2 separate regions of the Mus musculus genome follow, and region 2 is linked to region 1. A link is a contact called in public Hi-C data. All regions are on one chromosome and are shown on one strand. The core of a region is the stretch at or near the end of the contact, and the rest is flanking DNA. Distances in the headings are between cores, read along the strand shown.

Evidence for each region. Hi-C and Micro-C count contacts between places; a contact is called where the count stands out from the background.
Region 2: a contact with region 1 is called in a Hi-C map of liver, with 1.8 times the contacts expected there. The contact joins two enhancer-like sites. A contact is called at or near these places in 5 of 484 Hi-C or Micro-C datasets (all in liver) and 2 of 115 datasets of contacts at active chromatin or transcription factors (liver and pancreatic cancer cells).

The regions. Positions count from the first base shown.
Region 1 is chr16:24,040,127-24,045,546 of GRCm38.p6, reverse strand. No RefSeq gene overlaps it. Among named protein-coding and RNA genes, the nearest start is that of Gm46545, 40 kb to the left of the region's middle. Within about 2 kb of position 1,611, at least 9 of the 459 cell types and tissues checked have an H3K27ac peak or open chromatin away from gene starts, as enhancers often do. A contact at or near this core is called in liver, where this site is marked.
Region 2 is chr16:24,220,730-24,226,372 of GRCm38.p6, reverse strand. The region is part of intron 1 of Gm31814 (a long non-coding RNA gene); the gene reads left to right. Among named protein-coding and RNA genes, the nearest start is that of Gm31814, 40 kb to the left of the region's middle. Within about 2 kb of position 2,217, at least 5 of the 459 cell types and tissues checked have an H3K27ac peak or open chromatin away from gene starts, as enhancers often do. A contact at or near this core is called in liver, where this site is marked.

The DNA.
Region 1 (5,420 bases), core at 362-2,861:
ACCCAGGTTTGGTTTCCATAACTCAGAGCCCACAGTCACCTGTAACCCTAGTTATAGAGGTTCTAATATCCTCATATGGCCCCAGGATTTACCTGCATGCTTATGGAACACATAGATAGACTCAAGGCACACACACCATGTAAAATAAATTAATAAGTGGGCCCTTAAAATGAAAAGTATATGTTAGTATTTGCTATAAATAGGAATGTCAGTGTAATCAATGTGTTTAACTTAGGGAAGTGCTGTTCTGTTGTTGTTGGAGGTGTTTTGAGCCATGTTCTCCATTGATAGCCCAGGTTAGACTTCAGCTTATGATCCTCCTGCTACATCAGCTCCAAGAAAAGTATTTTGATTGACAAATGATAACAGAGTACAGAGGAAATTGGGTAATATTTAATCTCTTATTTTTAAAGAAGGGGAAGGCTGGGTTTTAATCTATAATTGCCCTTTCTCAAAGGTAAGCTGTTTAAATGCTTCCTTAAATGCTTTCTATTTGGGGAAGATGGTACTGGCTGGAAGCTCTTATCCTCTGATAACCTAACTCCAGGGAGTAGGAGACCCCTCAGAGAGAAAGTGGCCATGGCTGAAGTTGTCTGACAAGGAATCAAAGGAAAATTCCTAAGCAGGCATGGAGCAAAGGGCTCTCTGCAAGAGAAAGCCATCAGTGTGGTCGCCATCTTCGCGTTCTCGTGGGATAGAGCATTTACCTTGCTTTAATTTCATTCCTACGCCCAATTTTAGGTGTTCTTCCAAATTGTCCAATTCATACAAATTTATTCAGACACAAATATTCTTTGAAAATGTCAACTGAGCAGACCACTTCTATGCTGCCTTAAACTCCTTCTAATTAACAGGTCCACCCTCAGCCCTCACAGATGCCGATTTTTAACTGGCCCTTATTTCTTCACCTATATGCCTCGACTGGCCTGGCCTGCCAGTGACTATCCAAAAGCCATTAGAACTCACACCTTTCACCTTTCAACACTCTTTCCCTTCCCTTAGACTCCTGCACTCCATCTGCTTGGTGAGTCTTATTCAGCCTTTAAGGCTACCCTCAAACATCTCCCTTTCTAGATATTTCACTTGCCTCTCAACAGAACCAGTCGAGTTCTCTTCTGAGTTCCAAAGCACTCTGTTAGGCTGGGCAGGGGGAACTGCAGTGCCACTGGTCTCCCCAGAGGGCACTGAAGGTGTGTCTGCCCTTGTCTGTATCCTCAGCCTCTGTCCCAGTGGCCACACAAGACAGATGCTGACAAGTGGGACATAGAATATAAAGATTAAGAGTTCCAGCATATCAAATGCCTCTTTGCACAAGTTTTCTCTCTATAACATGTGTTTCTATTGATTGAAGATCTATAAGACAAATCTGGTCGAAATAACTACTACTCCACCCACATGCCCCAAGACCATCCCATGGGTTGGTTGTTCTGGGCTGCATTGATTCCTATTAGATCTTTGAAGCCTGTTCAAACTCCAACGGACTGGATCTAACTGGGTCCTTAGGTGAGCCCGGGACAGAACTGGTGGCCAAATCAGCAAAGGGATGTGAGCACAGGGTGTTCTCAAGGGAAAAGGCTGAGCCTGCCCTGGAGCCACTGGCCCTTTGATAGTACATTGATCCTGTAAGAGTCCTTGGCCTGGCCTGGCTCAGCCAGGAACTGATCACGGGCAATAGCACCCCTCCCAGGCTAATTGATCTGTTTCTGTTCTCTGATGTCCCTGGGCAGGAGTCAGCACATTTCTGCCTGTACCTAGGCCTTCCCCTTGCCAGGCTTACAGAAGCCAGCCTCTTGAGCTGAGCAGCACCCTCATGCTTGAACTTGCTCTTCATCCTGTCCCCATTTCTTCTCATCTTTTCAAGTTTTTCTCTCCTCTACCCTAGTTTTCTCTCTGGAAGATCCAGCTTTCCTCATTCTGCCATGCCTGCCTGCCTCCCCTCCCTTGTTTTGTCCCCCCTCTCCTATTTCTCTCCTCTCTTCTTCCTTCCCTCAGACTGGCCTTATGCTCAGTTTTCCCATCTCTGTCTGACACTCTCTGTATCTCATGCGATACCATCCTCTCCTTCCTGTCTATAGGATGTCCTGGCACTCCCACCTTGATGCCAAGATTTCCTTTCACACCGTTTGAGAGCAATCCCCTCTGCTTTTCTGCCCATGAGATTGGACAGAAGTCCGATTGACTTTTGTATCCTCTGAGACTTCTCTCTGCCTCTAAGCATCTGAGCAAAGAGAATACTGTTTCCAGGTCTTGTCAAAGCAGTTTCAGGCCTAGTCTCATCCAACCTTTGCCACATTCTCTTCCCAATGGCTAAGCTGATCTATGCTAACGCACAGAGCATAGATCCAGGACCATGGCCAAAGTCAGTAGGGGGTTGGCTCAGGGATGCCCTCATGCTGAGCCTGGCAACCCAAAGTCTACAAGTTGTCTTCTTGCCCTTTCGCTCATCTCCTGAGCTTGGCAGGGTCACTCTGTGTACTCAAGCCACCCTTGAGTGGCCATGGATAAATGATATGACATTACCTTCATGGTGATGTAAGGTGAGAAACTTGATGCAGGCACAGCCAATAGATCTGCTCCTTCTTTTCAAACCAAGAACCTTGTACATGTTGGGCACACCTTGTCCCAGTGGCCTATACCTTGAGGCCATTCATTAGCCATCCTGCTTTCTTATATAGAATGAAACAGAGGCCTCCACTAAGTGTCCTGTCACTGGGATCACAATTGAGATATGGATGAAGTACTTCCTTCATTTATGCAGCCAACAAAAGTTATCATCATTTATGGCCATAAAAATGACATTGTTCCCAGTGTCCAGTGCTTATAACTTTATGATAAAGTTTATGATCTAGAATACACAGGACTATGAGAAATGTCTGAGATAATTAAGAAAGAATCAGCAAAATGACATAGGGTCTGGCTGTGCCCAGTGAAAAGACACACAGAGTAGCATATAGCTGAACTGAGTCTTAAGCTTTTATACAAACAAGCAAATAAACAGACAACCCAACCATTTACATGTTTGCAAGGGAGGGGACTGGCTTTACTACAAAAATAAGTAACAAATGGCTTCCAAAAACATCAGTGTGACCAAAAGTCTTGGTCAGAGTGTCAACCCCGTTGCATCACTGCAGAATTCCACTGACATTTTAAATCAAAGTAGAAATGTCCTGGGCTCCAGGGGTGGCTCAGTGGTTGAGAGTACATACTGCTCTTACAGAGGACTGGAGTTTGATTCCCACATCTACATCAGAAGCTCACAACCACTGCTAACTCCAGCTCCAGGGGACCTCACACCATCTCCCGGATTCTACTGGGTATTCCCACTCATGTGTACAATCCCCCAAACACACACACACACACACACACACACACACACAGAGAGAGAGAGACAGAGAGAGAGAGAGAGAGAGAGAGAGAGAGAGAGAGAGAGAGAGAGAGAGAGAGACAGACAGAGAGAGAGACAGAGAGAGGGAGAGAGAGAGAGAGACAGAGAGAGACAGAGACAGAGACAGACAGACAGACAGACAGACAGAGACAGATTTAAAAATAAATCATTGAAGTAGACTTTATACACAACTACAATGTCTTTACATCATTTCCATACCTTCCTCTCCACTCCAATTCTGCTCCCATTTCTTCCCTTGAATTAAAGATGTCCTCTCTTACAATAACTGTTAATATATGTTGTATATAATTTAATATACAGATAGCACACACACATATTAGATATACACATACACACACACATAACCTACTAATATATTAGTATTGCCCATATGTTCATGTGTTTAGGGATGCACACTTAGGGTTAGGCAACCTATCATGGGGCTCATCCCTTTAGAAAACTGATTCTTCTTCCCTCCCCAGCCATTGATGGTTTGTAACTTCTCATCTATGAGTTGAGTCATGCGAAGTTTGCCCCATCTATGTGGAAATATCAACCGGTATGGTCATTTCTGCAGGTCTCACACAGGCAGCCACATTGCTGCAGCTTCCTGGATGCAGTGATCTGGCCATGTCTAGAAGACACTACTTTGTATCAGGAGTTCTGGTCCTCTGGCCCTTAGACTTTTTCTGCCTCCTCCTCCAAGTTATTTCCTGAGCCTTAGTAATAGGTATTATGCTGTGGATGCACCAATTAGAGTTGAGTATTCCATGGCTGCTTATTTTCTGCATTTTGAGCAGTTGTGAATCTCTGTAGGGCTTCTGTCTGATGCAAAGAGAAGCTTTTTGGATGATGGGTGAAAGCTATTCATATCTGTGGGTGTACGGCTAAGTGTTTATATTTATATATTTATATTTATAACATATTTATAGTTGAAGGCTCTATTGGTTTAGGAAAGTGACATTAGTAGTATGTCCTGTAGGGTCTGTGACCTTTTCTACTCTGGATTTTTGCCTAGTTTTATCATATAAGTCCCTCCTGTTGAGAAGGCCTTAAAATGTATTGGTAGAAGTAATATTGTGATGATGACCATTCTACCAAAAGCAATGTTCAGATTCAATGCAATCCTAGCTGAAATTCTCATAAAATTCTTCACAGGGATAGAAAAAAAATACAAAACCAGATAGTCACAATCCTGAGACAAAAGAATAATGGTAGAAGGATTACAGTATCAGATGTCAAGTTATATTACAGATTCTTTGGTAATAAAAACAACATGGTCTTGGCGGAAAAAAAAAACAAAAAACACACATGTAGATCAGCCAACACAGAATAGAGACCCAAACTCAATCTCACATAATTGCAGCCACCTGACATTTCATAAAGATATCAAAAATACACTCAGGGGAAAGGTCAGCATCTTCTACCAATGGTGCTGGGGAAACTGGATGTCTACATGTAGACAAATGAAATTAGACCCATACCAATCATCATGATAAAAAAGCAACTCCAAACGCATAAAACAACTCAGTGTGAAACCTTAAATATGCAAACTTGTAGAGAAAGCATAGGAAGAATCCGAAGAGACACAAGCCCAAGAAATGACTTCCTAAATAAGACACCATTCTCTCAAAAATTAAGCCCAAAAACTGGCAAAAATTAGAAAGTAAATATCAATTGGGTGTAGAGTAAGCCTGAGTGTGGGTGATTAGTCTTTGCTAGCTCTTCATCTAAGAGGGGACTAATAGCCAGACTATAGAAAGAATTGGAAACACACACACATACACACAGGCACACACACACACACACACACACACACACACACACACACACAAATCAGGAAGACAAATAACCCACTTTTTAAAAGTTTTATGGTTCCCAACAGAAAAATAACTATAACTAAGAAATATCTTTAAGTGGTTTCTGTCTTTAGCAATCAAGGAAATGTAAATGAAAACTGCTTTGAGATTTTATTGTATGCCAGCCAGAATGGCAAAGATCAAGAAAAGAACTGGCAACAAATGCTTGTGAACTC
Region 2 (5,643 bases), core at 968-3,467, 180 kb before region 1:
CTAGATGACACATTAATATCAACATTGCAATATAAGAATTTTTATACGCTTAAGATGTTCCATAGCCTTACAATTTCAAACATCTCTTTAGAAATATCCAGTCTCTTTTAAAATGCAAAATCTCTGTAAAGTTCCAAAATATCTTCGAACGTTCAAAGTCTCTCAACTGTGGGATCCAGTACAATAAAAAAATAAATACTTTGCCCAGAAAAAAAAAGACACTGGGTACAGCTGCAATCAGATCAAAACCAAACCAAAATCCAATAGTGTAAATAAATCAATGTTCAATGTGTGATTCACTCCTGATCTTCTGGGCTCCTCCAAAGGGCTCGGGTCCCTGCTCTGACTCCACCCTCTGCTTTACATACAGACTGGCTCCAATGTTCCGGTTGGCTCCATTGCAAGGCTGATGGTGTTTGTTCTTGGCACTTGGCAGTCATTTCATGGTAGTAAACTTCTGGGGTCTTCTGTTTCCACTGGGCTGCATTCACCAATAGCTTCTCCTATGCTCTGTTCATGGTACCAAGCCTCAACCCTCTTCATGACCCCTTCAATCCTTTGTCTTCAACTTCTACCAAGGCTGTACCTTGACCAATGGCCTCTGCTACCACCCGCCCCAGAAGCTCAGCTCCAGTTGTTCTACATGACCCATCCATGCCTTCTAAACCATTACCACCCAGAAGACTTTTATACACTACTACTGTGTTTGGCTGCCAGCACAAGGTACAACCTTGGCCACCTGTGGTACACAGCTCTGTGGGCTGAGCCTGAGGAAAAGCTACTTTCCAGATTTCCCTTCCATGATTCTGGTATCTTCTTCATTGCCAATAGTTTCTCAGCTCCAACTAACCACTATCAGTTGTCCTACTAAAGTAGGTTTCACTTCAATGGTGCTGATCTTTTGATAACCAGAGCTTATTCTCCAGCCCCAAATGAGAAGAACCACAAAATCTTAACTCAAAATAGTAAATGGCTGTGGAAGAAAATTGAAACTTCCCTCTGAGACTTCACAACCTAGACCTGCATTGCCCTCAACATTCTTATCTTCTCAGCTCTTACCAAACTGCCCACTGAACTGTTAACATTCAATGGTTTCTCTAGCTCAAAGTTCCAAAGTCCTTTCACAGTACTCTGAAAGACAACATGGTCAAGTCTGTCACAGAAATAACCCACAATCCTGGTTTGAATTTCGGTCTTAGTCAGGTTTGCTATTGCTCTGATGAAACACCATGACCAAAACCAACTTGGGGAGGAAAAGGGTTTATTTAGCTTACATATCCCAAGTTCATCAAGGGAAGTCAAGGTAGGTATTCAAACTGGGTGGAAACCTGAAGGCAGGGGCTGATGCAGAGGCCATGAAGGAGTGCTGCTTACTGGCTTGATCCTTATAGCTTGCTCAGCCTGCTTTTTTTTTTTTTTTAAGAACATAGGACCACTAGCCCAGGGTGGTACGACCTATAATATCAATAACCAATTAAGAAAATGCTCTTCAGGCTTGCCTCTAGTCCAATGTTGTGGGGACATTTTTCTCAAGTGAGGTTCTGTCCTCTCAGATGACTATAGTTCAGGTCAAGTTGTCATAAAACTATCCAGTGCAGGGTCTTCATTCTCATTCTGCAGACGAGGAAATCAAGATTCTTGGGAGTAAAGTGCTCTTCTCAAGTCCATAGATATTGGACAATGTCTCCCAAACTTGAATTCAAAACTCTTTCTTCTTTCCTTTTTATTAGATATTTTCTTTATTTACATTTCTAGTGTTATCCCCTTTCCTAGTTTCCCCTCGAAATCCCCCATATCCCTCCCCCTTCCCCTGCTCACCAACCCACCCACTCCTGCTTCCTGACCCTGGCAGTCTCCTATACTGGGGCATAGAACCTTCACAGGACCAAGGGCCTCTCCTCCCATTGATGACCGACTAGACCATCCTCTGCTACATATGCAGCAAGAGCCATGAGTCCTATCATGTGTTTTCTTTGGTTGGTGGTCTAGTCCCAAGGAGCTCTGGAGATACTGGATAGTTCATATTGTTGTTCTTCCTATGGAGCTGTAAAGCCCTTCAGCTCCTTGGGTACTTTCATTGGGGACCCTGTGCTCTGTCCAATGGATGGTTGTGAGCATTCACTTGTGTATTTGTCAGGCACTGGTATGTGTAGCTAGGTGCTTTTTATGTAATCACAAAAGCCAAAGAACCCAGGGACTGGAAGTTTGTTGAGAAAGAGATTGAATCTTTGTTTGCTTTTTTTTTTTTTTCCTTCACTCATCATTTATCATGGTGCTTGGAATATAACAGTCAATAAGTGATTGGACAAAGGTTGCTTAAGCTTCAAAATTAGGTTGTCCTGAAAAAACTCTGTGTTGCTAAGAAATGGAAGCTAAATTTCAAGTCTTCAGAGATGATTTCTTGAGGCCATGGATGGCTTCCCAAGTCCTGTGAATCATGTGAATACTTAGGAAGCAAAGGCATTCTGGGAAACACTTTGTAAGATGGGTTTACCAGTACTCCAGTTCTCTGTGTGTGTAAGCTCCCTTAGCTGATGCCCTGAAGAGCTGGCATGTACTGACTGTTGCTTTAGTCCAGATTTTTTTTTTTTTATTTAACCAAGTGTCGAAAACAACTTTAGATGGAGAAAATGAGTTGGGTGAGGAAAAGAAAAAAAAATCCATGAATCCCAGAATAACCTTCAGTTTGGTAATGATTTATCCTGTTCCATTGTTAATTTTGCAATTAAGCAAGAGTACTTTATATGCCTGAATGACCCATGGATTGTATCTTAATCAAATCAATGTGTCTGCAACATCAGACCGATCCAGTGCTCAGCTATTAGAATGACAAATGAGCAAAGTCCATGTTTTCTCCCTCCTTTCTTTTCTTCCCTTCAAGCCCTCTATCATGAAAGGTCAGCTGTGGGAAAGGCTGTTGTTTTGATGACTGCTATGAAATCCTATTGGTTAAAAAAATGTGAGAAGCCACCTCACCCACCCCCAACCCTGGTCAAACCAACCGTAAATGTGTGTGACTCTGGAGTTTGGATGAAAAAAAAAAGTGTGGTTAATTCTTCTCGTTCTGTACTTCCTGCCACTGACATTTGTTGCTGTTTCTGTGTAGTGAGGTTGAGGCTGTGTAGGAGAACTCGATGCAAGTGACCTATATTATGTCACTCTCTGTCATGACTCCTCTTAACCTCCATTCTTGGAATATCTGGGAAGGAGAAAAGGGAGACCCGGAACATCATCTATAATTTGCACATCCCAACAGTCTATAAATTTTATCACCTACATTTATGATAAGACACCTGAAAAATACAATGTGTGTGTTTTAAGACTATTAATTCTAAACAGCTGTTTTTTGATTTAGAGAAAGGGCCTGTGGTTTTCAGTCACTATTGATCCGTACTGAAGCTCCACTCAGCAACTTCCTGTGAGGACATCAGCAACAGTTTCCTTGTTCCATCCAATCTGTTTTAGGCAGTAGACAAGATCATGTGAAACAGCTTGTTAATTAGATCAAGTCACATCCCTGTTTGAAACTTTCTGATGGCTTCCCACTGTTTTCTTCACCTATGTGGAAGTTCAGAGTTCCTCCCATGGCTTAGAAGGATTCTGAATACAGCCCCTCCCCTCTTCAACGATTTTTTAAAAAATTCTTCTGCCATTTCATTGAGAATTTCATACACGTATACAATGAGAGACGACCTACACGCTGTCCCCAGCTCCTTTTTAACTTCATGTACACTTCTTTTTTAAGCCTGCCCTTTCTCCCCTGTAGTGGCCACTCTCTTTCCAGCCTCAGGGGCTTCACACAGGTTGTCCCTGCTCCTGCTCGCATTCTTTATGAAGGGCACCCCTTTAGACTCCTCTCTCCTACCTTGAAGAACCGTGCTATCCCTTCTGCTGTCTCATCATGGCCTCCTAACATTGCAGATGTTTCTGTCCTTCTTAATGTCAGTTTGCTTGCTAGCCTATATGCTGTCTGCATTTTACCTTCTCCTGGCTGTCTGATAGGAACGTCATGTTGACTTTCATAATACTTAAACCCTTCTTCCTGAAATGGAGAGTATCCATGCCATCATTCTTCTGCAGGTAGCCATGAGATTCATGCTGGTGTTTGCTTTGCACTGAACTTTGAGATGCTGGGATGTCAGCACGACATGTGAGGGGATTTTTGTTTTCCTAGTCTGTTCAAAGTTCATGGGCTCATGTATCAGAGTTTAGACACCACTGTTGCTTTCAACACATCCCAGGCAAGGCTACCCACACCTACACTGTAGCTGCTCTCCTTTGACCATATTATCATTTGATCATTTGACCACTGTTTTTCCCTTACCAAAGGAGCAGTCCTCGGAGGACACTCAACTCAACTGTTGGTCATGCTTTCTTACAGCATTTTCTCTTGTCCTCTATACAGGGCAAAGAGGGTAAAGAAGATGCTTAGAAACTGTTGGGGAAGGCATAAGAAATGTCACTGCTCTCCCAATTCTTTGTCAAAAGGCTGAGGTTTGGTCCTTCCCATCCCCTCCTGTCCTGAGATGCCACGGCCTACATTTATTTCATTGTACTTTCTCAGAACCCATAGCTCTGATGCTTTGTATTAACATCTCCTGGGATATTACTGCTATGCAAATAATTGCAGGAGCAGGAATGAGCTATGTGTGTTTTCAGCAAAGACAATGATTCTCTATATAAAACACTGGTTAAAAACAACCTTCCACAGCCTGAAGACTAAATTAAATTATCATATATATAATTAATATAGGCTATATTATAACTATATGATATAATTAATACAGTGTATATAAATTAAATATATTTTAAATATGTTACATATGTGATAGTATTTCTTTTTACAATATTGATTCTGAATAAAGTTAACTGATTATTATTCTGCCACCTTCACTAGTCACTGTTCTCTAGCTCCTCCAGAATCCATAGGTTTGAACCCAGGGTGGAAGAGAGACTCAGGTTCTCTTGGCCCACCTTGTCACAAGAAGTGTTGGTTTAATTTCAAGTGAATTTCAAGAGCATGGACCTCAGCCTGGAGTCTTCATGTCAGCTCTCTCTAAGCCTAGATGTCAGCCTCTAGACTTATGGTATGTGCAGGGAGATGAGTGGCAAGCAGATTCAGTGTGCCCTACTGAGTCACGGGTAGCAACCTACCAGACTGTCTTTGCTTAAAACCATGTCACTATCTGGTTTTATAAGCAAGTGCCTTTCCCACTTCCTAAGGAAATAAAACCCGAAAAAGAATGTGAGGTGAGCAGAAAAGAAACAAAGAAATTGCTGCTAGGCTACTGGAAAATCATAAAAAGAAAAAACAGTGTAGAACTATTTACTCTGTTCACTGGGCCTGGAAGGAAATGGTTGAGTTTTTAACCAGGAAGGCAGTTGCTACTGTTTTTATAACTGTTCCCTTAAAATGTTGATGGTTCCCCTGACTCTGAAGAAGTTCCGTGGATAGCAGGCATGGAGGGTCAGCAGCCCAGTGCTAGGGTGTCTGCCTGGGAAGCCTGGTAAGATGGGTAACTTTAGAAGGGGGGGGGGGGGAAGAGCCACCCAGCTGGCTTCCCAGCTGTTTCCTTCCACAGCCTGCCAGCAAGGCTGGGCTTTGGAACCTGTTGCCTTTGTTTTTTATGGATCTACCAAGGT